Linked DNA regions of Capra hircus: region 2 is linked to region 1. Evidence: chromatin contacts called from public Hi-C data. All regions are on one chromosome and are shown on one strand. The core of a region is the stretch at or near the end of the contact, and the rest is flanking DNA. Distances in the headings are between cores, read along the strand shown.

The links. A called contact is a pair of places that touch in the nucleus more often than the background predicts.
Region 2: a Hi-C map of blood shows a contact between it and region 1, with 5 times the contacts expected there. The contact joins the promoter of FBXO2 here to the enhancer-like site in region 1. A contact is called at or near these places in 2 of 5 Hi-C or Micro-C datasets (both in blood).

Annotation. Positions count from the first base shown.
Region 1 is chr16:40,446,937-40,452,992 of ARS1.2, forward strand. DRAXIN (draxin) reads right to left here. Exons shown (of 6, transcript XM_005690675.3): 6 at 3,703-3,870. The coding sequence ends at 3,758. Among named protein-coding and RNA genes, the nearest start is that of DRAXIN, 13 kb to the right of the region's middle. Within about 2 kb of position 3,600, at least 1 of the 5 cell types and tissues checked has an H3K27ac peak or open chromatin away from gene starts, as enhancers often do.
Region 2 is chr16:40,515,011-40,521,066 of ARS1.2, forward strand. FBXO2 (F-box only protein 2) reads left to right here and starts at 3,707. Exons shown (of 6, transcript XM_018060347.1): 1 at 3,707-4,199. The coding sequence starts at 4,178. LOC102184360 (F-box only protein 44) reads right to left here and starts at 3,646. Exons shown (of 7, transcript XM_018060349.1): 1 at 3,540-3,646; 2 at 2,364-2,635; 3 at 1,136-1,262; 4 at 897-992; 5 at 653-788. The coding sequence starts at 2,628.

The DNA of each region.
Region 1 (6,056 bases), core at 2,350-4,849:
GTCTCTCCAGCTGCAAAGCGGATCCCTTCCAGGAAGCTGATGCCCGTCATCTCGACATTAGATCATATTGGATGTGTTGAATATGGCTTGAAGTAAGGCAGACCCTAATGCTGGGAAAGATTGAAGGCAGGAGGAGAAGGGGAAGAGATGGTTGGATGGCATCACCAACTCAATGGACATGAATCTGAGCAAACTCCAGGAGATGGTGAAAGACAGGGAAGCCTGGCGTGCTTCAGTCCATAGGGTGCCAAAGAGTCAGACACAATTGAGTGACTTAACAACAAAGGCTCCACCTGTAGCTTCTAGGTGGTGGAAGGGGTCTTGGCTTCGGGACACGACATATGGCTCGGTGACTCCTCAAGAAGCAGGTGAAGCTGTCACATTCCCATGTGGCATGGTTCTCGTGTCCTCTGACGCTTCGCCCATCTCTGGCAGGCTCAGGAGCCACTCTTGGCATCACCAGACAAGTCACGGAAAGGCAGCCCCGTGGGAACAGTGAGTATCTCTGGGGAATGGCTGGAAAGCTCCCTCAGGAGGAATGTAGGGGGCACAGGTGATCGTCCCAGTAGCTATTGGTTTCCACTTGGCCTCCTGCTCAGTTCTTTCCAGCCTCAGGGTGAGGAGGGGGGATATACTTAGAAACTCCGGATCCTGTTGTTGCATAGCCACTGACATCCACAGCTCTGCCTTAGTGGATAGAATCTGTACATGCTGCTTCGGGCTGAGTCCAGAACAGTTTTCCAAACCTCTTTGACCACAGAACCACATCCCCTCTTTCCTAAGGGAGCATCTCACAGCCCCATGTTCCAGGGAACATGCTTTGAGGAAGCATCCTGAATGGTGACTTTGAACTGATTTCTGAGTATGTGATGGATCATTGTCAAAAAACAGAACACCTGCTAAAATCATCCTAGAAAATAAATTAGCTAACACTAAGGGCTTATTATGTGCCAGGCACTGTAGCAAGCATGTTGCTAGGATTTTGTATTTACATCTCACTACACCCCTATGAAGGAAGAGTGATTAGCCCCATTTTACAGATAAAGAAATCCAGGCACAGAGACCTTAATGAAGTCTCCAAGGGTCACCAAGGTAGTGAGTGGTGGAGCAGGCCGTTTGTCAGCAGCTGCACTCCAGCATGAGGATGAAGGCAGGAGTCCCAGGCCCAGGCCCAGGTGACATGTTAGAGCCACCCGGATGCCTTGCAAAAGTACAATGCCCAGACACAACCCAGAGCGATTAAACCAGAATCTTTGCGGGTGGGCTCAGGAAACTTTGAAAGTTCCCCAGACTGTCCTAATGTGTAGCCAAGGCTGAGACCAGCAGATTAAAGCAGAGATTGGTAAACCATGGCCAGGGGTCCAAGTCCAGCCCACTGCCTATTTCTGTGTAGTCTGCAAGTTAAGAGGTTTTCACATTTTAAAATGTGTTTTAGAAAATCAAAAGAATAATCATCTGTGACAAGTGATATTATCTGAAATTCTGTGTTCATAAATAGCTTCATTGGAACACAGCCTATAATATTAATATTTATCTGGTCCTTTATGATAAGTTTGTTGAACCCTGGATTCGAGAATATTGGCCTATGCACCAGCAAAAGAAATTTAAGGCAGACCTAAGGAAGAACTTCTGGCAGAGAGGTTTGTTAAACACAGAGGGGGCTTTGAGACCCCTAACTCTGGAGTTAAGAGAATTCTACCCACTTTGCCTTTGCAAATGCAAAATGGAAGTAGCTAGGGCAAAGAGATAGGCCCTGAATTTCTAGCCGTGGAGCTCCCTTGGTAGGCACTGATAGCTGCATTAAGCCTTCCAGCTTTGTCCTAATTTTTTCTGTTTCCATCACTGATGGCCAGGGACACCCTTACCACTGCCCACCGCACCCCCCCGCCCCACCAAACAAAAGCAATTCTGGGTTCTATGCCTGCAGCCACCCCCGCTAGGGTTCTATCATGACCTCAAATCGGCCACCCCATATGAGGCACACAGCACAGGCCTTGTCTGGTCTCAGACAAAACTGCAGGCAGATTCAATGTTCAAATAGCCGGCTTTGATCTCTTGTGGTCCTCCCCTCCCTAAGATTCCCATGCCCTTTGAACCTGAATAAGGAGAAAAGAGCCGGTGTATTTGGTTTCTTCTAGATCTGTTTGTCTTCCTCGGTGCCATACCCTTGACTCCAGCTGATTTTCCCAATGGAGTAAACAGCCCCGGCATCCTGTGGGCGTGGTCCCTCTGGCTGGGGTCCAGGCCAGCAAGGCATCTGGAGAGCGAAGGTTTGCAACCTTGTTTGCCTTGGACCCGAGGGTTGGTCAGGAGTGAGATGCCAGGTGAAAGGATTTAAGTGACTCTCCTGAGTTGGCCGCTAGAGTCACATCAGCTCAGGAAGGTGTTCGGGTGGGCTCATGGGTCTGGCCTGTGGTGGATGCAGTTAGAAGAGATACCCCCAAACCCCTCAGTACACTCTGTTGAAGAAGTGTAGACCTGGGAGGGTCTCTGGGGGACCTAGAACCACTAAAGAGTATACAAAGTGGGTGCCAACTGGCAATGTGTGTTTTTGAGCCCCTGCTTACATTAGATTCTCAAAGGTCATGAACTCCAAAAGCTAAAGAACCCCTGGGGTGGCAGCTTTCAGGCCCCTCCAAAGTGCACATCCCAGGACGGGGTGAGCAGGGCCAGAGACAGAAGGAACAGCTTTACTGCTTCCTTTAAACACTTCCAGTCTCAGAACACCAGTTCTCCAGTCTGCCCAAATCCTGCCTTGTAAGCAGGCAGGTGCGTAATGCACGTTTTCTTCTTTCTTTCAAACGATACACCTTTGTCCAGGGAAGGAAGAGAACTGTGTTATTCTGACCTTCACCACAGCAAAAGGAACCACCAGGGAACACACATCTCTCACCGAAAGCCGTGGAGAACTTGGAATGAGTCCTTGGTTGTGGAAGAGCAAGGATGTGAGCCTTGGAGTAGGGCAACCCAGGTTCAGACGCCGGCTCCACTCCTGACTCCCTGGGACCTGGTGCTTTCAGTGGGGTCCCCGGTCGCCAGGAGCCATCAGCAAGCCCCGAACCTTGTTAGAAATGCAGAATCGACTGAATTGGAATCTGCATTTTAAACCAGATCCCTGGGGATTCTTACACAAGGTGAAGGTTTGAGGAGCATTGACCTGGGATCCTGGACAAGATCATTTAAGCCTGCCTCAGTTTCCTCACTTGTAAAATGGTGATTATGCCTACTTTAAAAGGTCATATGACAAACGAGATAACGTATGGCCCACGTTTAGCACAGTGCCTGGTACATAGAAGGTGCTTCAGTATTCATCTCCCGCCTTTTGGTTCCACAGTCCACGGGGTCGCAAAGAGTCGGACACGACTGGGCGACTTCACCACCATCTCTCCAGAAGTTTCCATTCTTTTCCAGCTCAAAAACCTCTTCCTTTTGAAACTTGAAACCGTTGCAGTGCTGCTGTTGGACGATAGAGGGCACTCTCGACATTGCCATCGCGGAGAACACGGACACCGGGATGCGCAGGCGGTGTCGGTGTCCCGTCCGCCCAGGGGTGGGTGCAGGTGTGCTGCTGCTCGGCTCCTGGGCAGGGGCAGTTCGTCCAGGGCTCGGGACGGAGCGTCCTGGATCTGAGCCTGCAGCCTCAGTCAGCTGGTCCCGCATTTGATCTGCCACCGCTAGTTATAAAAAAACTGCCCGGCTTCTCCAAATCTCCGGGGCCTAGTCCCCAGGCCGGTGCAGAGGCGCCTCGCGCGGGCCGCTAGACGTTGATGAAAGACCCCTGGTCGCCGTTGGCCGTTTCGGGCTCCACGCAGCGCCCCTTTCTCCGGGTGACCCTGCGGTTCCGGTGGAATTTGGCGTAGCAGCGCAGCCCTGAGCGAAGAGAGGCAAGGTGGGTGAGACCAGCCAGTCCCCCCTCGCTCTTCCCCCCACCCACGCCCGGCCTCGCACCGTTTCACTATCACTGCCTTCTTTTTTTCTGCCCTACAACCAATCCATCCCCCGCACAGCAGCCTGAATGGGTTTAAAAAAGAGAATCACAGACGGAGAAGAGTGAACAGATGGAGCACAGGAGATATTTAGGACCACGAAACTATTTTGTACGATACTATCTATAATGGTGGGTACATGTCTAGTCTTTGTCAAAACCCAAGGAATGTGCAACACAAAGAGTGTACACTAATGTAAATTATGGACTTAAGAATGTACCACTATTGGTTCACCAGTCTTAGAACGTGTACCACACTACTGTAAGATAACAGGGGAAACTGGGAAAGGCGTATGAGACTGCTATATTTTCTGTCTAATCTTCCTGTAAACCTAAAACGACTCTAAAAATAGTCTATTAAAATTATTTTTAAAAGGGATGCAGGACTTCCCTACCGTGCAATGGTAAAGATTCTGTGTTTCTAATGCAGGGAGCTTGAGTTTGATCCCTGGTCAGGGAACTAAGACCCCACATGCCATGCAGCACAGCAAATACTACTAATAAATAAAAGAGATTTCGATTCTGTCCTTCCCTATAAAACCTCCCGTGGCTCTTCACTGCACTCCAGAGGAGATCTAAACTGCTTCCCCTGGCTGCAAGACTCTCTGGGGCCTGCCCTGCCCCCTGTCTGCTCTTTTTACCTCCCACCCCTCCTCACTCTAACTCCAGCCACGCCTAGTCTTCGCACTTTTCCTCATACACCCCACCACTTCCAGCCTCAGCGCCTTTGCTGTTCTCACAGCCAGAAATCCCTTCCTGAAGCTCTTGGCATAGCTGCTCCTTCACAGTCCCTTCTCAGAGGAACCCTCCCTGACCACCTTAATTAGAGCAGGCGTGGCCCTCTTGGCCCACCAGTGGGAGGAGTTCCTGCTTGGGCTAAATTATGGCCCATGATAGACATCCCCTGGCATACATGGGTAGGCATGGTTTTCATTTCAGGCCACATCCTCCCGGGACTTCCCTGGTGGTCCAGTGGTTAAGAAGTCACCTTGCAGTTCAAGGGATGTGGGTTTGATCCCTGATCGGGGAACTAAGATTCCACATGCCATGGAGCAACTAAGCTCTCGCTGCAGCTGAGTCTAAGAGCCACAATTAGAGTCCATATGCCACAATGAAGATCATGTGTGCTGCAACTAAGACAGCAATGCAGCCAAAAAAAAAAAAAGGGCCATATCCTCCTGATTCAGGGTCGGGGGTTAGGGAAGGAGATGTCAGTGTGGTCAGAGCAATCTCGTCATTTCTGGTTAGGAGTGGCCACAGGGAGAGGGGCCATCACCAGTTTAAGATCTGCTTATGTCACTGTCAAGAGAATACAGAAATTGCTGTGAAGTTTGTGCTTAGGGGTCTAGAACCAACACGTGGATCACTGAGCCTTCAGATGTGTGGCCAGACGAGTGAGACTTGGGAGGGGCAGGGGACCATGAATAGGAGTGGATGGTAGCCCTAGAAGCCCTTCTGGAACCCTCCAGGCTGGCCCAGACTGCTGGACTTCAGCTCTGGGACCTGCATCCAACATTTCAGAATTCCTCAGAAGTCCTCAGGACTCTTGGTCCTCACGAGGGTTCCTGGCATCACTTGGATCCCTCTGCTGTAGCATCTGGGTGACAGTCTCTTCCTGGACCATCTTTAAGGAGCTGTCATTTCCACTCAATTTCTTTTTTTCCCCAGAGTCTGAGTCTGCAGGGAGGAAATGAGAGTTTTGGCAGGACTGACCAGGATGGGAGGGACCAGGGAAATGAGCAGATGGGGCTTTGGCTGCATGGTTATCTTTTGAAGGCCTGGAAAGCTTCCCCCTCCTAACTGAGGCCCAGGGGAAGAAGGAAGCATGGCTTCCCTGGCAGAGGGCTGCCCACTGAGCATCCAGCAGGGCACCACCTGGGCATGTGCAGCAGAAGGGCCACATCCCCCTCACCTGGGCAGGCTGGACCTGGAGGCCCTGGTGCTAATTCCAGGCTTCCTGGACTGGAGTGCCCTCCAGCCTGCTATGCACCTCAGTCTCCTCCTCCACCAAATGGGCCCCCACCTTGCACACAGGCAACAGAAGGTGGCTTCTCAGCATCTCCACCCCTGC
Region 2 (6,056 bases), core at 2,457-4,956, 68 kb after region 1:
CAAAAGACGTCCAGTCATCACTGAGCACATGTGGCTATTTAAGTTAAAATTAATTAACGTTAGATAAAATTAAAAATTCAGTTCCTCAGCTACACTACAAACTGGCTCTTACTAAGTTTTCAGTTGTTGCGTGTGGCTCTGGGCTATCAAACTGGACAGGGCAGACAGACCGTTTCTGTCACTGCAGAAAGTTCTTCTGGAGATCACTGGTCTAGATCAGGAGTTAGGAAACTGGTCTAGGGGCCCACTACCTGGTTTTATAAATAAAGTTTTATTGGAACACAGCCATGCCCTTTTGCTAAAGCTGCTTTCATGACAATGGCAGAGCTGATGAGCTGAGTAGTTGAGACAGAGACAGTACAGCCTGCAAAGCTTAAACTACTTGTATCTGGCCTTTTAAGAAAAAGATCACTGATCCCTGACCTAGACAATAGTTACAACTGGTAGTAATTAGTAGTAGTCAACCTTTTTGAACATATCTTTCCAAGCATCATTTCATTGAAGTCTTTTAGAGGTCAGAGCAGCCAAAGCCTAGGTCAGAAGCAGTGGAACTGGAATCTGAACCCAGGTCTGTGTGACTGCGGTCTCAGCCTTGGACAGTATGCCCCCATCCCCTTCACAACTCACACACCTCCCTTCATGACTCACACACCTCCCTCCACTTGGCATCGCTCTTCTGCTGGATCATTGCTGGGTCTGGCTGGAAGGTCCCCAGAGGTGCGTGTGCTGACGATAGGAGCTGAACACACAGCTGGTACTTGGACCCGCAGTCTGGCCTGGCTGCGAACCTGCAGGCAGTGGGAGGGCCCATTAATAGGGCCTTGGAGATGGGGGGCAGGGTAGGGGTGGGGCACCTGAGTGGCAGGCCCCCCCACGCCCTTACCCCAGGCACTTACCAGTCTTTGACCTGGATATCTGGCCTTGTGGTGTCCATCAGCTCCTCCCAGTACCCTTCGGCCTTGAGATCCACCACCTGGGACTTGAGGCAGGTGCTGGGGGTAGGTGGAGGGGTGGGAGGGGCTGGGGCTCGCCACCAGGGCCCTCTAGGGCTAGGCCTGCCCTTCCCAGAGCAGGAGAGGCCTCAAGGTGCAGTGACTTGGGCTTCCCCACCTCCCGGAGACCCCATGGATCTTACTAATAAGAAGTCACGAAGTATTTCTTGACCTGGTCATTGCGAAATTCCTTCCTCTGGTCTTTGGAGAGATCTTCCACCTTCCACTCATCACCTCCATTCACATCCAGGCTCCAGAATTCAAACCCCTCTGGTGGGAAAGCAGAGTTCACATCAAAGGGAGGCCCCCCTAGTGGTCAGCGCCTAAGCACCCCTTGCTCCCAGCATCTCTCCCTGGATTTCAGCAGCTTCCCTCAAGCCCCCAGCTGGGGAACCCTGCACATCCGGTGTGCCAGGCACCACCATGACTGACTTCTACTGAGAATCCCGACAGTGGGAATGACCAGAAGACTTCTGTTAGGGAATGCTCTGATGCCAGGCAGATCTGGATCTAGTCCCAGCTCTACCAATACTGGACTCTGTGACCTTATGCAAGCTGCTTTCTCTCTCTGAGCCTTGGTTTCATCCTCTGTAAACGGGTCAGGAACAGAGACTGGAAAACTTTTTCCACAAAGTGTCAAGTTTTGTGGGCTACATATTGACTATCACATAAAACCTTAGAAATTCTTCTTAGCTCCTGGGCCAGATTTGGCCTATGGACTATGGTATGTCAACTGCTGGTCCAGAACATAGCTGTTGGGGAGTCAGGTGAGGAGGCATCTGAAAGCTCTGGACAGCTTTGGGTGGTTTTATTATTTCACTCCAGAATTTGACCACATAATGGAGAATGAGGTTCTCATCCCATCCCAGTGTCTAATTAATCAGTTACAACACAGCAACAGAAAGGGGGGCCTCTGGATAACCACAGAAGTCATGTTGCACCTGCTGCTGGAATGTGTTGGAAAGATTAGATCTCTCCCTCTTTCATGAGCAAAGTCACCTTTGTCCTCTGGGACACTCCTAATAGGCTTAATCCTGGAGTCTGGGAACCAGGCCAAGAAAATATGGTTCTGACTTCCGGGTCTTGTGTCCTGGGCACAATTAGTCCCAACTGGCCAACATTCCTTCTCAGAAAGGTCACTGGGGAAATAACCTTAAGAGTGGAATAGGAAATGCCACTGTTGGCCTCAGTTTTCCCATCTGAAAGATGGGTGCCTAATAGCACTTACCTCTTAGGATTACTGTGAGAGGATGAAAGGCATTAAGCCCCCTAAAATGCCTGGCTGGCTCATTGTTAGAGCTTAATGAATGTTAGCTGACATCACAACAGTATGTGTGTTTGGGGGCATGTCAGATCCAGTCAGCATCCCACCTTCGGCACATGGGTTATGCAGGAGGTTCCTGTGGAGGCTGCGGAGGAAGTAGAAGACCTTCCAGTCGGCCACAGGGTGGTCCCAGTCCTCGGTGATGAAGCCCTCGCGCAGGCACTTGCGCTTCCAGAGGGTCACGAGATCGATGAGGTCACGCCAGAGGCTGCAGACCAGGCGGCAGCGCAGCAGCAGCTGGCGGGCAGGCACGTGTGTAAACAACTCGAGCAGGATGTTCTCAGGCAGCTCGTTGATGTTCCCCACCGCCATAGCTCTCCTGTGGGCATTGGCAAGCTACACTGCAGACCTGGCCCCCTCCCAAGGACCAGGTACTCACAGCACCCTGGTGGAGGTTCTCCTCCCAGCTCTGCCACTGATTGTCTCAGGAAAGTCACCGGGCTTCTCTGAGCCTCAGTTTCCTGCTCTGTAAAGTGGGGCTAGGAACAGTACTTACCTCCTGGAAAGGGTTCAAGGACCTCTCTCAGGAGAAGCTCAGTAAAAGGTGAGCTCTGGTTTTTTTTTTACTGGCACCTCACAATAGCCCCTAAGGGAGGCGAAGGAGGCAGAAGAGGTGGGATCTGCCCGAGGCCACACGGACAGAAGCAGCGAAAGGAGCCTGAGCCCTTTCTGAGTCTAGAGCCAGCCTTTTTCAAAAGGCCAGTCTTTCGCCTGGAAATACAAACGCAAAGCCCCGCAGGCTGTCTGGCACCTTCTCATTCTCTCTCCCATCCTCAAAACAGAGGAGGGGAAAGCATAATTGTCATTGTCTTCGACCGACGTCCAAAGGGCTCAAGCCACGTTTCCGAGACCACGGAGGAAATGACCTGCCTGGGTGAGACTGGAGAAGCGGTAGGCGAGGGCGAGCCGCCTTTCCTATACCTCCATCCCCATCCCCGTGGCTGGGCTCCAGGCCCAGGTGCCCTCGCGCGTCTTCGACTTCCCATCCCTCCTTGTGGCTTTCAAAGTCTAGGCTTGGACCCCTGCCCATCGATGGCGACCCCAGTTGGGTCTCTTGCCCGCGCCGCCGCCCGAGGCCGCTCCGCGCAACCCAGCCGCCTGGGCCTTGTTCGCGCTGGGCCTCTCTCGGCACACTGCGGCGGGGCCCGGAAGCACCGAGGCCCCCGACCCCCGCAACCCTCATCCGCGCCCCGGCGCTCCCCACGCCAACTCCCACCGGTCACCTGCGCTCGGCCGCCGCTATGCGATCCCGTTTGGCAGCCGGGGCTGAGCCTGCCTGGACCTGCAGTCGCGGTGGGTGGGGCCTCGCCTACGCCGCCGACCAAGCCCCGCCCCGGCCCGCCCCCGCGGCCCGCTCCGGTCCCCGCCTCTTGGGGAGCACTAGGCTTGGGACGCCCCCCTCACTGATGTAGGAAAATTACCTGGGGTGGCGGGGGTGGGGCGGGCGGTGCCGGGAGGAGCTTCTGCCCTCTTCCTCCAACTGGCCCGCGCACCCCGCACCCTCCGCCCCTCACCGCCTCCTCCAAGCAGTCACCCCAGGAGGGTGCAGGGAGACGCCCGGAATTGGGCTCCCCCTCCTCCTACATTAAAAAACAAAAACAAAACCCGACCTTTCCGGGCCTCCTGGGTCTGCCAAGGAACCGGGAGCCTCCGGCCTCTGGCCGATCGCTCCGGACTGCAGGGCGTCCCGGCGCGGGGCCAAACGCTGGGCGGGGGCGGAGGCGGGGGCCTTTAAAAGGCTCAGTCGGCCGGGACCCGACCCAGACGCGGGCAGCGCCTGGACTCGCCGCCGCCGCCTCGGGACTCGGACAGCCCCGCAGCGCTCCGGGTCCTCCTCCTCTCGCGAACGCCCTCCGCAACGATGGACGGAGACGGTGACCCAGGTAGCCTCCGCCACCGGATCCACTCGCTCAGTCTAGGAGGGGTGACCGGGGCAGGCGGGCGAATGCTATGGAGAGGGCGCATCAGAGAGCGAGGGGGCCCCCCAGACCCAGAGCGGCAAACTTTCACCCAAGCAGAGCCCTTGAGACAGTCTCTAAGGAGCACAGCCTTCTGTCTGGTATCTTGATGTGCGGGAGGCCTTGAGAGATGACAGGCAAAGGGAGGACTCCTGGGTCCCATTTAACCCGCAGATAGCATAGGAGCACGTTCCTTCCTCCTCTTGGCTTCCTGAGGGTCTGATGACCGGGATCTGGGACCCATCTGCGATGGAAGAGGCCGCAAGCCTTTTTATTCCATCAGCTTCTTGCATTTGCCAACTCTGGGCCGTGAGTTGTCTGAATCCCCACGAATTTCTTGGGGTTACTGCCCTCTCCCCACCTTATCCAAGCCTTCCTCCTGGGATCCCTTGTCTGGAGGGGCTATCCTCATTTGGTTGGCTGGATGCCCAGTGGGCACCAGGCCAGTGGTGAGAGAGTTCAGGCGTCAGCTCTAGCTGATGCTTAGAGCCCTTTGAGACTGCCCAGTCATCTTGTCTGGCACCAAAGACCCCCTCCTCATCTCTAGGAATTCCTGCTGGGCCTGGAGGGGTTGCTTGCTGAGTCAGGGTGGGAACAAGACCTGCCCACTCCCAGATTCCCTCACCCCTTTGTCATTAGGCCCATCTGAGAGGCCATTGCTTGGGGGAGACAATGGGTAACAGTGATGCTCACTAAGGTGGCCGAGATGCCCTGCCCCCACCTCTAGCCCTGAAAATCCTACCTCCTTCAGCTCTTGCTCCCAATCCATGGCCCCCTTGCCACACCTTTCATAGGACCCAGAATGGGTTCCTGCTTTTTCCCAGGGCCCAGCTATTCCCCGGACTCAAGGGCCCAATCCAAGTGAGTGAATAAGCCTCGGAGGCAGTTTCCAGGACCCAGATAACTTTCCGAAGGCAACAATGTGGGGAGTTGTATTTGCTCCAGAGAGGGTGGGGGGCCTGTAATCAGATCTGGGGCCTTGAGTGCCAGGCCTGGGGCCAGGAGAGGGGACTGGGTGAGGTGCACCTTTCTGGGGAGCATCAGGTGTCCACCAGGGCCAGGGCAGGGCAGGGCAGGGGGAGGGGTAGAGAGGTGAGGACACTGGGCCCAGCTCCCTGGAGAGCTGTGGGCAGCAGGGCAGGCAGGTGACATGGCTTCAGGGCAGGCATTTTCCTCTACGCCATCTCCACCATTCTACGGTGTGACTTGGGAGAGGCCAGTAAGCCTCTCTGGGCCTCAGTTGCCTCCTGGCCAGAGGGGTGGGTAAAGCACCATATCATAAAGATGTGGCAAAAAATAATAATAAAAAAAGCTAATAATGAAGGGAACTGTGCTAACTAATAAGATCCACTGAATAAGATATCCTGAGGACTCCCTGTGTACTCCGGGGTCTGAAGAGGTAAACCCTGATTCGGCTCTCAGGGGTCTGACTGGGGTTTAGGGGTGGGGAATGCTGCATGTGAGGAGGTGAAGGACTGGCTGGCCAGGTCCTGGCAACCCCCAGCCTTGGGTCTGGGCCCTACCTGTTCCTCCCCTGGTGTCTGGCCTGTTTCCGCCACTGCCTTGGCTTTCTAGGGCCCAGCCCTTAGGGAACCCTCCCCACCCCTTCTTAGGTCTGAGAGCAATGGCTTCCCCCATCACTCAGAGTGGCTCCATCTCCTCCTCACTGTCTCCAGGGAAACTGGGCACACAGTATCTGCTTATTCAAGGCTCGGATGGCCCAGCTGAGGCCAGCCAGGATCCAAAAGACAGTTCAGCCCACAGCTCCTGACATGGGTCCCT